Linked DNA regions of Zea mays: region 1 is linked to region 2. A link is a contact called in public Hi-C data. All regions are on one chromosome and are shown on one strand. The core of a region is the stretch at or near the end of the contact, and the rest is flanking DNA. Distances in the headings are between cores, read along the strand shown. Region 1 has its middle 70 kb from the start of LOC103632738. Region 2 has its middle 64 kb from the start of LOC103632738.

Region 1 (6,028 bases), core at 2,052-4,551, 140 kb before region 2:
ACTCCATTTGCAGCCAAGTAAGTTGGGTGTAGTACGACACGTAGGGGGGAGAAGAGACATGGCGAGGAAGTCTCTGGACGATCGACAAGGATGAGCTAGGAAACTGACAAACTGTGTGTGTTGTCTGCGTATGATCACTCGGCCATCGGTTTGTGGCAAGCTGTGGTCTGCTGATAAAGTGAGCACCATCGAAAAGGGTGCATGCATGGAGATGGCGAAGCAACTTGGCTCTGTTGGAGTTAGTGGGGGCGGCTTGGCAGCGAGCCCAGGTCGCTTGCTGACGCAGCGACGTAGCAGCAAACCAAGCCAGCTACGCTCACAAACTGCAACGCTGCGTGTATCTGTATCCTACTACCAATCGCGTTCAGGCAATTCAACGAGCGAGCCCCTATCTCGCCGCATCGAAATCGACCGGCGTCCGGCGACGATGACGCGCGGCGGTACGGTGTCCCGCTCGATCCATCGTCTAGAACAACCCGCACCTCCTGCTGGCCGCATTACTCATGCGAGGAGAAGAAAAGTCCATCTCCGTACTGGGACACCGGAACACTTGACTTGCCACTGCCAGTTGCCACTTCGCTCTCCCGCCTTTAAATGCGCTTCCCTCTCGCCGCCCGTTCCAAGCTCGACGTACGGACGGGGCACGTGGCAGGCCGCGGCCTGGGATGCCGACGGGCGACGACGGCGATCGCCACGCCAACTCCAAGGCAGCTTCTGCGTCCTGGCCGGATCGACCGTCAGCAGCCGAATGAGCCCAACGAACGAGGGTTGCGTGCCCGGGGCCCGCCGCTTGTTTTTATCCTAGGGCTAGCTGTAGCCTGGCGGGGACGACAACATCTTCTCTCTCTTTTTTTTCTTTTGAATTGTTGTTGTTTGTATAGCGACTGAACATGATATATGGCTTGATACTGTGCACATGAAAATGAAAGAAATATAGCTTGATACTGTGCACTTGACTTAAATTGCAGTAGTAAATGAATGATATAGCTTGATACTGTGCACATGAGAAATGAAAGAAATATAACGACTGGACACCGGGACTGGTGAATGGTGATCTCCTTTTTTTGTGGGTTTTCCTGTGGTTTTACAATTAGCAAAAACATGGACGGGCACTGCACAACGAATGGCAATACGAGGTACGCCAGAGACTTCCCGGCTCATACTATTGCATTGTCTATGTGACTTCGCAACCTACAAGGTTCTGTGTGTCAAATGTAACCTGTCTGCTCACTGGATAGCTATGTCTCGTTCTCCAGTTTCGTCAGTCATAAACTGGACAGCAGATAGCTGTTGTTTTGTCCGAGTCTTCGGACGCTGAGCTGATGCATGCTGAGCGTAGTACGGAGCTTGTTCCAAGGTCTTGTTTGGATACTATAGTATTCACCTCAATCGTTCCGTCAATTCTATATTGATTGGAATGTATTGGAATAGATATGGATGTATTTTGACTTGCTATGGATTTAAACCGACTCAATATAGATGTCCAAACAGGCCACCCGGCACGGACCCGGCCCGAACCCGTTTCGGCCCGGTACGAATAGGGCCTGGCCAAGCACGGCCCGTTGATGCTTCGGGCCAGGTCGGGCTGGCCCACGTGCCTAAGGACATGCCCAAACCCGGCACGCACAGGGAAAAATCGTGCCGGGCCGGCCCGTTGGCCCGGTGGGCCTCAACGGACCGGACCGGGCACTGGCCCGAACCAACAGTAGAACGGTATATAAATACATATATTTAACAGAATTAATATATATAATAGCATATTATTTATATATATTAAGACAACAAAATATTTATGTATGCATTTTATATATGTTTGGCCGCGTATTTAGTATTTACATACTATGAAAGAATTAAATGTATTTACATATTTAATATTTACATAAATATGCGGGCCACCGTCGGGCCGACCCATTTATCGGGCCGGGCCGGGCCAAAGCACGCGGGCCGCCGTATCTGCCCATACCCGGCCCGCTAAACGGGTCGTGCCGGCCCGGGCCCGTAACCGACCGTGTCGGGCCATGTTTGGATCGGGCTAAATTCGTGTCGTGCCACGGGCCAAACGGGCGGCCCGCACTGTTTGGACATCTATACGACTCAATATCACCCAATCCAGATGGATTAACAGTGAAATGAACAAGGCCTAAGGTGGATTGGAGTGAAAATTAGGTTAATTTACACTCAATCCACTTCAATACATATGTATCGGGTGAATATTAGAGTACTAAACAAAGTCGTAGTGGGATAGCGCTGCCACTTACGCGTTCGTGCGCACGGATGTAGGGCACCACGTCTGCCATGTCTCTACTCCTATAAAAATTAGTTTTGTGTGTCATCCGCAAAGCGCAAACCTATTCTTATTCTAGCTTCTCGTCTTTCAGTGATCGTTACCTCACACATGTGAAATTAGATATGTTCTTTTCCATCTCTTCTCGTCTACTAGTGTGTCGTTACTACACAGATAAACCATGAAAAACCATCCAAATATAACATGACAGGAAATTACACAGCGCAGCGCTTACACTTAGTATCACCTCGCTAGCTGCAGTAGGACGAACGACCGAGCGACCTATTAAAAGAAGAGGTCGAGCTCTTTTTCAACTCATACCTTTTTAGTCTTTTGACTAAAATAAAGTGTAATATTTGTTATTCTTGATTTAATATCTGGTACGTGGGCTCAGTTGTACTGCTGGTAGAGTCTGTCACCCTCGGAGGCGACCCGTCAGGGAAGAAAGATTCCAGAGCTGTCTTGTGGTCAGCATGCCACCTAAGATGCCTCTAGACGGTAGAGTCGAAGAGTAGTGAAGATTAGGGATGAAAAAGATTAATTACTACTGTTAAAGGCAATGATAATAGATTGATTGGTTCGAATGTATTGTGTTTCAATCGGTTGTTCCCTTTATATATAGAAAGAGGTCTGGACCTATTTCTAGACCTATCCCAATCGATGCTTACGTGCTTAGTTGGATAAACACGTGCAAGACAAGGACTCTCACTTTATTTAATCTATTTGTGGATCGTTCGAGCTACATTTGCAGTCCGCCCGATACGTACCATTCGAACCACATGGCCGGACCCGTCCATTCGTTGCCACTATCAAATATAGTGCTCAACAAGTTCTTATAAATAAAAACTGAGCTTCCAGACGAAATCGAAATTCACGTGAACAAGTGACAGTGCACATTTCACATTGGAAAATTATCACATCGAAGTGCAAACGACGAAGGAGGCCTAATGTACCATATACGAGCCTGATCCATAAAATGTCAATTTCTTTCACGTTAATGGGCCTGTGCAGAAGCCCAAAAGTATCCAGGAGACAGAGAAGGTTTAGGGTCTCTCATATCTGGCGTTGCGACTTTGCGAGCCTGCAATGGGCTTCACCAGTCACATCGGCCATCTTCTCCTTTTCCCCGGAGCAAAAATACGTCATCTTTCAAAGAGGCTAGCTTCCGGCCCAGTACCGACACTTACAGATAGGGTTAGAAACGAGCTCCAAACTCGGTTTAGTTCGTCCATTCAACGAGCTGGAAAAAAAAAACTGACTCAGCTCGTGAGATGCACTTTAACCATTATTATTATATTTTATAATAAGTTAATAGCATATAAATATGAAACATTGAATCATCATTCTAAATAACCTAAATTACAAATCGTTGTATATTCATCACCAAAAGGCACTGCTCGACCCCGGGCCGACGCTAGTGACGAACCGCTCCGAGATCGAGCATGCTCTTAAATCCCTAATCCTCCCCAAATTTCAAAAAAAAAACTACTAATTTTTTTAGCTGATCACCAAGTAAATAATGTAAAATACTTTCTAACAGCCTCCTCAATCGATATAATTTGTTCCACCTAAACTTAGATTCGTCCGTGGGGTACACAGACACAACTACTCGAGGAGGCATAAAAGTAACAGCAAACCTCTTATTCGGTTGCAGTGTGCATCAGCGAATCTGTAACCGATGCCTACCCTGACATCATCTCAACTCAGCAGAGAACATTATTTTATTTTTTTCTGGAGGAACGACCTTAGCTGGCCTTGCTTCGTTCCCATCCCATGACGATGACGCGGTCCGCAGCAGAAGAGTCAATCAAGCGCCGGGACGGAAAAGCATGACAAGAGAACGTAACCAACCGCCGCCGACGACGACGAGGTGCTAGTGCGTAGCAAAGTCGGCGGCGCGTTCCCGCGCGCGCCGACGACGGCCGCACCGCGACAAGCAGCAGCCGAACCAAAATGTACGCAGAAGCCCAAATGCATGCATGTATCCATCTCGACGACGGCCGTCTCGGCGCCTCCCGTTCCCACGCGGCCACACCCACACCGCGCAAAATAGAGACAGCCGACGACGACGAGAACGCTGACCGTGACCGTACATCCTTCTCGGCCGACGACGCCCACGCTGCTTTCGGCCCCCGCTTTCCGTCGCGTGTGATCTTCTTATCGCCCGCAAGGCTGCTGCAATATTCGGCTCTGCCTCTGGCCCTCTGCGTGACGAGGTACGTCCACGCTCCTCCGGCGGCACAGAGTTTGCTTAGCATCGTTGCTCTCCAAAGCGAGGAAGGAACCCCTTTTTTTCACCTGTGCACATCGCGCGGCCCCATCCATGGCTGGAAAGCGACACAATGCAAGAAAGTAGCTGAACTAGAGTGCTAGATCGATTCGATCGTATCTTACACCCTCCCCCCCCCCCCCCCCCCTGCTACGTACGTGCCGTCCGCGCCCCTCTTTGGCGACGGCCGTGCGCGCATATGCATGGCCCTCAGCTCGAAAACCTCGCGCTCACCGTCCACTTCCGGCGGCGGTATCCGAGCCACCAACAAGCATGGGGGCGGGGGCCACTGAAATCCAGGCTCCCTCTTTCGTCTTGCTTGCCTGCTGCGTGCTGCCTACGCACTCACTGAGCTACTGCAGGCTACAGCTGCTCGTCGTTGGGCCGGGCGTTAGGTACGTGGGGGCAGCCAAGCATACGCTGCCATTGTACTCAGCTCCGCTGAATAGCGCCTAATTAAGTGGGGCTCTAGACAATTATATTTCCGGGACCGGCGGCGCGAACCCGGCCAGCTCCGAATGATTGGATTTGCTGCAGCATGAACGGGACGGCTCTGACATGGTTAAGGGCTCAGCGATGCTCCGGCTGTACTTATTAACTGTTGTTGATGCGAGCAGTCGAGCCATTTCACGCGCCGTTTCAACGGTTGGTGTTTCTGGAAAACACGGTGTCGTAGCAGTCAGATGTTTGTACCCTGAACTGTTTTACAACCGCGCCCGTGAACTTTTTGGTTTTACTTTTGGTGTTTCTAGAAAAACATAGTGTTCATTTTGGATTAAAACCAACTGTTCGGACCATTACAGCTGCAATTCATGAAGAGGGAGCCTAAAGCCAAGCGAACAAGGATTTCTCTTCATCGAGGTGTCCATTTATTTTTCTTCTCCAGCGTCGTGAACTTTTCTTTTCACCAAATCCGTGAAAACCGATCCTACTCCTACCCGTTCTTTTCCCGTCTGGATATGCAACAAGCAACGTTTCCCTCGTCGCTTTCAGCAGGTCTCTTTCCCTTCACAGATGGCAAAATTTGTCGGTTTTTACTCCAAGATGAGTACGAAGTACGAACCCTCTTTTTCTCCCTATAGCACGCAACAAGGTTTTACTGTTCTTGCAGATGTTGATTTGGAGTGAAGACCAAATGTTAACACCAAATTTGTATCTGAACGATCGGACGGTCAGGTCATCTTGTGATCCACATAGTCCGCAATTAGATTAATTCAGGCTAAAGTCCTTGTCCCATTCGTGGTTATCCTAACAAACTCGTAGAAATCTATTGGATTTCACCTAAAATGGGTCTAGGCCTCCTCCCTATATATATGAAGGGGTACGATCGATTGATAACACACAATCTAATCGAACCAATCTATTTACACTATTTATCTTAGTATCTTAGGAGTAGATGTAACTTAGCTCTAGTTGTAGCATCCCAAATCTCAAGCTTCACCTCTCTACGACTGTGTCATCTATAGGCGTTTTGG
Region 2 (6,197 bases), core at 3,411-5,910:
CATGAGGAGGGCAAACTGCTGCCAGGTTCACTCAGGTACTAGGCTTACCGATTTACCATATTTCTCGGCATATGTTTAGTACGTTCAAACGCTTGACTCACGGTACCACACCATAATCCTTATTTCAATTTTTACCTCGTAGACCACGTATCCCCATGGATCCGTGTCCACAGACCAACATCATTATGATATGAAAGTGGGTACAACCAATTCCTGACCTCGCGCGAGTGCTAGAAAAATCACTCGACTTCTACCGAGATCCCTAAATAGCAAAGCAGCTACTCGACCTAGCATACTAGTATCCATCTCAAAAGGAATCCTGAGTTCATGCAACTAGGGTTTTAGTCAACTCCTACACTTAAGTGCAGAGTACAAGCCTACAATCATTAAGTGCAGTAAAATAGCTTATATAACGGTTATGCATAAAACCGGGGCTTGCCTTCCAAAGCTGGGGCAGGCAGATCCTCTGGGGCAGGCTCTGGTGCTGGATCCGGGGCTACCTCCTGAGCAACTCCTTGCTCCGGCACGAGGATGTACTCTACATCAGCGAGGTTGCAATCTATCGAATGCAATGAATAAGAATATGTATGTTATGATTATGCAGGATTTAGTAATCATTATGCTAAGTGAAGAAAAAGCTAAGTTAGTTAGTAACTTAGGGTTTCCTAGTTATACGGGCTCTTAGTGGTTCAGGCTTATCAATTTAGGTTTGGGTTCTGCCTAGGGATAAGCATAATGGATTAAGACTTGGATTGCCCCTTAAATGTTTTAGTGGGCACTCAAGAGGTGTTGTTGGTTTGGTTAGGGTAACCTGAGTCTCCACCATTAATCCCCTTCTTCCTTTCTTATTTATGATTTTGAGTGTGTTTGAACTACATCAGTGATTTAAATTTTTCCAAAAATTCTGTAAAAATTACAGTGGGTTACTATGGGTCATTGTAGCATGTCCTATAAATTTGAGGCCTAGCAAAATAAGAATAATCCTTGAACAAAAATAACAAAAGTTGGGGCAAAGGGAGCACTTTGCACTACAACTCTTATCTATGAGTGGGTTCTGTACTAAGAGTCATTTTTGCTGGTATCTATAGGTAATAACATACATCTGTGCCAAAAATCACAGAGAGCTACTTAGTGGTTATTTAGTTATGATTTTCTAAAGTTTAATGTTAAAAAGACACTTACAACTAACTTGTTATTTGAAAAATATCAAACAACAGAACTTATAATTTTTCTAGGTTTATAATAACAAAACATTAGTTATCCCAAGGTTTGGGATGTTTTCTCCTCAGGATTATTTTTCTAGGGCTTTTCTAAATTTTCCTTGTTTTTCTAAAATAAAAGGGATCTCATTTCTTTTGTACTAAACAAAGGTATAATGAAATTTTCTGGTGAACTATACTGAATAAGAAAGCTAACAAAAATGTGGGTGCACCCTGGTTCTTTATTTAAACTACCTTTTATATTTTCTTTAACTTTAAGCAAAAAGTGATTTAAATAGCAAACTCTACCTTAATTTGGTGTACAGAGTGGTTTATTATTTTTAAACAGGTTAGGAAGTGATTAAGTACTTCTCTGAATTTTCTTAATCCCAGTCTAATAGTGTAGCTATTTTTCCTTATTTCTTTTAGCATATGACCAGATAATCATTTAAATACAACTTTAAACTTTTCTGTAACACTTAGGGGTTTTATATTTTTCCTAAGTAGTTTACATTATTTAGGATCTGGCAAAATTGGTTTGACTCGATTTGGGTAAACAAAACTGAAGTTATGAATTTTTCAAGTTCTGTTTGGATTTAAATCAGATTATAAAAGAGTTTTCCTGGAAAAACCACTTTGCATTGAGGACATCGGGTTCTTTCTAAACTAACTCTTTCAGTTATACCCTTGTGCCACTATTCCCTTGAGTCGCTGACAGCGCACAAAACCCCCTGCCCTTTTCTTCTTCTTCCCCGCGGTCCCTCCCCTTAAGCAAACAGTACCCGCGGAAAGGAAAGGGCGGCGCGGCTTACCGGCGGCGGGAGAGGTCCGGCAAGGGCGGGGTTGGCTCCGGGAGGTCCTGGCGGTCACAGCGAGGTACGGCTCGACGACGGTGGTGGCCGGAATCGACCTGTCCACGCGCGCAGGCTGGTGAACTCGTCGGCGGCGAGGGCTCCGGCCTAACCACGGCGACATAGGTCAATCCAATGGCACGGGGAGCCTCATAGGGTGTTGATGAGTCAACTTGTGTAAGGAATTGAAGAACAACTCACCGTGGAGCTCAGTCTACGTTCACCGGCGATAGGGTGAAGTCCGGCGAGTGTGGACTGGCTTCTCCGGCGAGGCAAAGTTCGATTCCTTGCGCGGGGAGCTTCACCAAGGCACACACAGTCTACTCCGAAGGTTGGACGGGGTCGGGGATGGCTCTGCTGGCCGGTCTACGGTGGCGGGGGATCGGGTGGCCACAGGCACGCCGTGTGCAGGGCAAACGCTGGTGATCTCTGGCTCGGGTGAGGTCGAGAGCACGCGGGGGAGTACGATTGAAGCTTCGGTGGGCTTTATAGGCGTGGGTGCGGGCAACGACGCTGGCTCGGCCTTGGCGCGACGCGGGGCACGCGGGGGCGCGCGTCGGGCGTGCTCTGGCGGCTCAGAGCGCGTCGAACACGTGGCTCATTGCTTCTGCCCTTGTTCTTCCCTCTGCTGAGCGGCCAAAACATACGAATCTTGCCCTAGGACCTTTGAGAGATCTCTTCCCTGCACCTAGAGCTACCTAGTTCATGTGAGTTCCAAGGGTAGATGTGGTCGGGTTAGAGAGATATGGGGGTGGGAAGTCGGCTATGTCAGTGCTGTCCAAACCGAGACAAAACTTGTGCCAAGTAGTGTCAAACGACTTAGGGTTGGGTTCAAACTTTTCCAGGGTATTCTAGGGGTATTTTGGTGCCAATTTGTCAATTGGGTCAAATGTTTTTGAAGTTTATATGAGGGTGAACTTGTCTGATCTTTGGCCAAAGGTTGGTTTTTGGACTTAGACAATTTCTGATTTTTCTTTCATGCTCAAACCTTGGTGAACCTTTTGGGGTTTTTCTGAAATATTTTTGGGGTTACTTTCTTACTATTATTTGTAGGGTATTAAGTGTACTACAACTTTTATAATTAGCCCAAGTCATGATCATGTGGTTTTCATAACCCTTTGGTCATACTTACTTCTAGGGTTCCCATTGTCCAAAGGGGTTTGCATTAGGGTTTGGGCAATTCTCCCCTCTATACTTGCATAATAAGCCAAGGCATGACATCTAAGATGGGTTACACTTACTTAGGATCTTGATCTCCAAGTTTGGGGCACTTTGCTCAAACTAAACCACATGTGATGATAGGTTTAATAGTGTAGCCTTGGTTGAACACCCTAAGTAACACCTGGGGTGTTACAGTGATCTCGTTGAATTGCTTGATGGACTCTTGGGTGTGGTAGTCTTTGACCCTAAATTTCTTGCTCATCTTTCTTGTCTTGATTATCTTCATCTCCCCCTTGATCATTGACCTCTTCTTGAGGTGGCTCATCTTCTTGATCTTCTTCTTCAACACCTTGAGCCTGATCCTTGTCTTGAGTTGTTGGAGATGCTTGATTGGAAGATGACGGTTGATCTTGTGCTTGTGTGGCCTCTTCGTCTTCCTTAGGACACATATCCCCAATGGACATGTTCCTTAGTGTGATGCACGGAGCCTCTTCATCATCTAGCTCATCAAGATCAACTTGCTCCACTTGGGAGCCATTAGTCTCATCAAACACAATGTCACAAGAAACTTCAACTAATCCAGTGGATTTGTTGAAGACTCTATATGCCCTTGTGTTTGAGTCATAACCAAGTAAAAAGCCTTCTACACTTTTGGACCAAAGTGCCTATGTCAAAGTGGTAGAGTATCAAAAATTAAGCAACTTTTACATTTGGAGATTTGCAAGTTTTGTGGAACAATTTGGAGTAAATTGCAAAAAGTCTCAAAGGCGCTCATATGGTTAGCTCTGAAACTAGTGATATCAGGCTAAGTTCAGATCCTATTATCTCTTAAACCATGGTGATTTTGCCATGGGTCATTACAACAAACTTATAGAGCTATTTTAGTATTTCTAGTTTGATTAAGTGATCTAGCCCTAGAGCTACCTGGAAATTGGAGAAAAATGGACCTGAAGTTGGACTATCAGTCACATTAGATGCTGAAACTTGACTGGCAGTGTATTCTGATGAACTTTGAGATCGAATTGCGCATGATTCGATGAGTATCTAATCAAGCACCCTATAACAAAGTTAAAACTGGTATATTAGGCAACAACTTTGTTGTAGTAGGATTAGTGAGTTGTCACATGAAAATTGGAGAACGAAACCCTTCAATTCGCTCTGTCAGGCGCACTGATGAGGATCGCATGGTACAGTAACTGAACAAAATCGCAGGTGCAGTGTATCTCGCTGCAGGTGATCTCCGCGTCAGGATTCGCTGGTCGTAGTGATTCGTGTGGGGATTAGGAAGGATATTACCGCGGACGTGAAAAGATCGGCGGGGAGTGGATCGAGCCGACCTCATGGTACCCACTTGCCCGCCAATGTGGCCGCGTGACCACCACCGTCGTGACCGCCGTTTACTGGAGTCTGCCACGCTACATGCCATAGTACCACGTCACAGTAAGTCATGATGAACGGCCAACTACTATCTCGAGCCTTTGCCCCAGTGAGCATCACGACAGATAAACTCTGGTGACTCATTCTCTCATCACCGCAAGCTCTTCTCCGTCCAAATTCGTCGTACTCATGGTCGCCCTCTATAAATTGAGTGTTCGGCCTGCTCCGCTATCTTGTTACGAAGCTAGTGCACCGTTCCTCGCTCCCGATTAGCCAACACAGCCCCCGAATTTGGAATTTCCCCCAAATCGGCCAAGAACGCCGCCGTGTGACCTCGCGCCGTGGCCAGCCATCTGCAGGTCCGTTCATGTCCCTCTCATTTGCGTTTATGCATCCTTTGACGCTAGGACAGCTCTTGGTCTCGACTGATTGAACGCTACCGTGCCATAGTGTAGAGAACGGGCGATGGTACTGTCCGAGAACGCCGCCGCGGACATAGCTCACGTAGACCGGCCGTTCCGGGTAGTTTCCGTCCAAGTTTGCGCAAGAACCATAACCATAGTAAGCCACTCAGTCCTTCCGCATCCTTGGATTTAGCTAGACCGGCTCGGGTGCACCGGTAAAGTCACGCCGGTGATCCGGTTCCACTGCCACCGCGGGTAGCTGAGTTAAGGGTGCTCTGACCAAATTAAGCGCGTGAATAGGCTCGAGTTACATCCCTGAGGGTGTCCGCATGCTCGGCACCATCGGAGCACGTCCTCGACAATGGGTATGCACGGCTCCGACCATGTGCTTGGCGTGCCGTCGCCAGGGACTTGATGTGTGAAGGAATAGAAATGCAGGGGCTTAAGTGCAATGGTCAGAGAAACATATGAATAGTGCTTAGGGACTCTTTACGGTTTATTTAATAGGTCGAGGGTCTCTGCGCAAATTCGCCAGCGTGGGCGCTTACGTGTTTTCCCTGTTCGCGGGCCGACTTGGGCTGAATTGAGCCCAACATTATTCATTGTTTCTCTTTTTCTTTTTGCTGGCAGATTAGGAAATGTGTAGAAATAGTAGAAAAATGATAAAATTATGAAACAAATTTTGCTAGACTCCTAAAATTATCTAGTATTTAATAAAAAATAGTTCCAAGATTTTTATTCCAAACCTATAATTATGTAGCATTTAAAAATGCTCAAACCAAGCCTTTTAGAGTTTTAGAAATAATTTAGTAGCTCCAAAAATGGTATAACTTTTTGGGTAGGCTTAGTATGATGATTGAAAACCTTGGGTGAAGTTTGAAATGATTCGGACACTGTTTGGTCACAACCCCAATAACTAGCCTCCTAGAGTTAATTTACTTAACACTAATAGAATACCAACTTAGGAAACCCTAGTGATTAGTGTATACCGTGAAGGAAAGTTGTATTCAAGATACAACTTAGTATGTTTCTATTATGTAACTGCATATTCATGACATCACATAAACATTCATGTACATGTATTGTCATGTATAGAAAACGAGGAAGAAACTGTGGTTGAAGAAGTTGTCACTCAAGCTGAGAAACCTCCAGCCGATAACAACTTCTACTTCGACATCTGTGGAGTAGACCCGGAACCTCTTGCA

The links. A called contact is a pair of places that touch in the nucleus more often than the background predicts.
Region 1: a contact with region 2 is called in a Hi-C map of bundle sheath, with 3 times the contacts expected there. The contact joins two enhancer-like sites. A contact is called at or near these places in 4 of 25 Hi-C or Micro-C datasets (bundle sheath, leaf and tassel).

What each region holds. Positions count from the first base shown.
Region 1 is chr7:116,850,969-116,856,996 of Zm-B73-REFERENCE-NAM-5.0, reverse strand. No RefSeq gene overlaps it. Among protein-coding and RNA genes, the nearest start is that of LOC103632738, 70 kb to the right of the region's middle. Within about 2 kb of position 3,301, at least 18 of the 20 cell types and tissues checked have an H3K27ac peak or open chromatin away from gene starts, as enhancers often do. A contact at or near this core is called in bundle sheath, leaf and tassel, where this site is marked.
Region 2 is chr7:116,716,569-116,722,765 of Zm-B73-REFERENCE-NAM-5.0, reverse strand. No RefSeq gene overlaps it. Among protein-coding and RNA genes, the nearest start is that of LOC103632738, 64 kb to the left of the region's middle. Within about 2 kb of position 4,660, at least 19 of the 20 cell types and tissues checked have an H3K27ac peak or open chromatin away from gene starts, as enhancers often do. A contact at or near this core is called in bundle sheath, leaf and tassel, where this site is marked.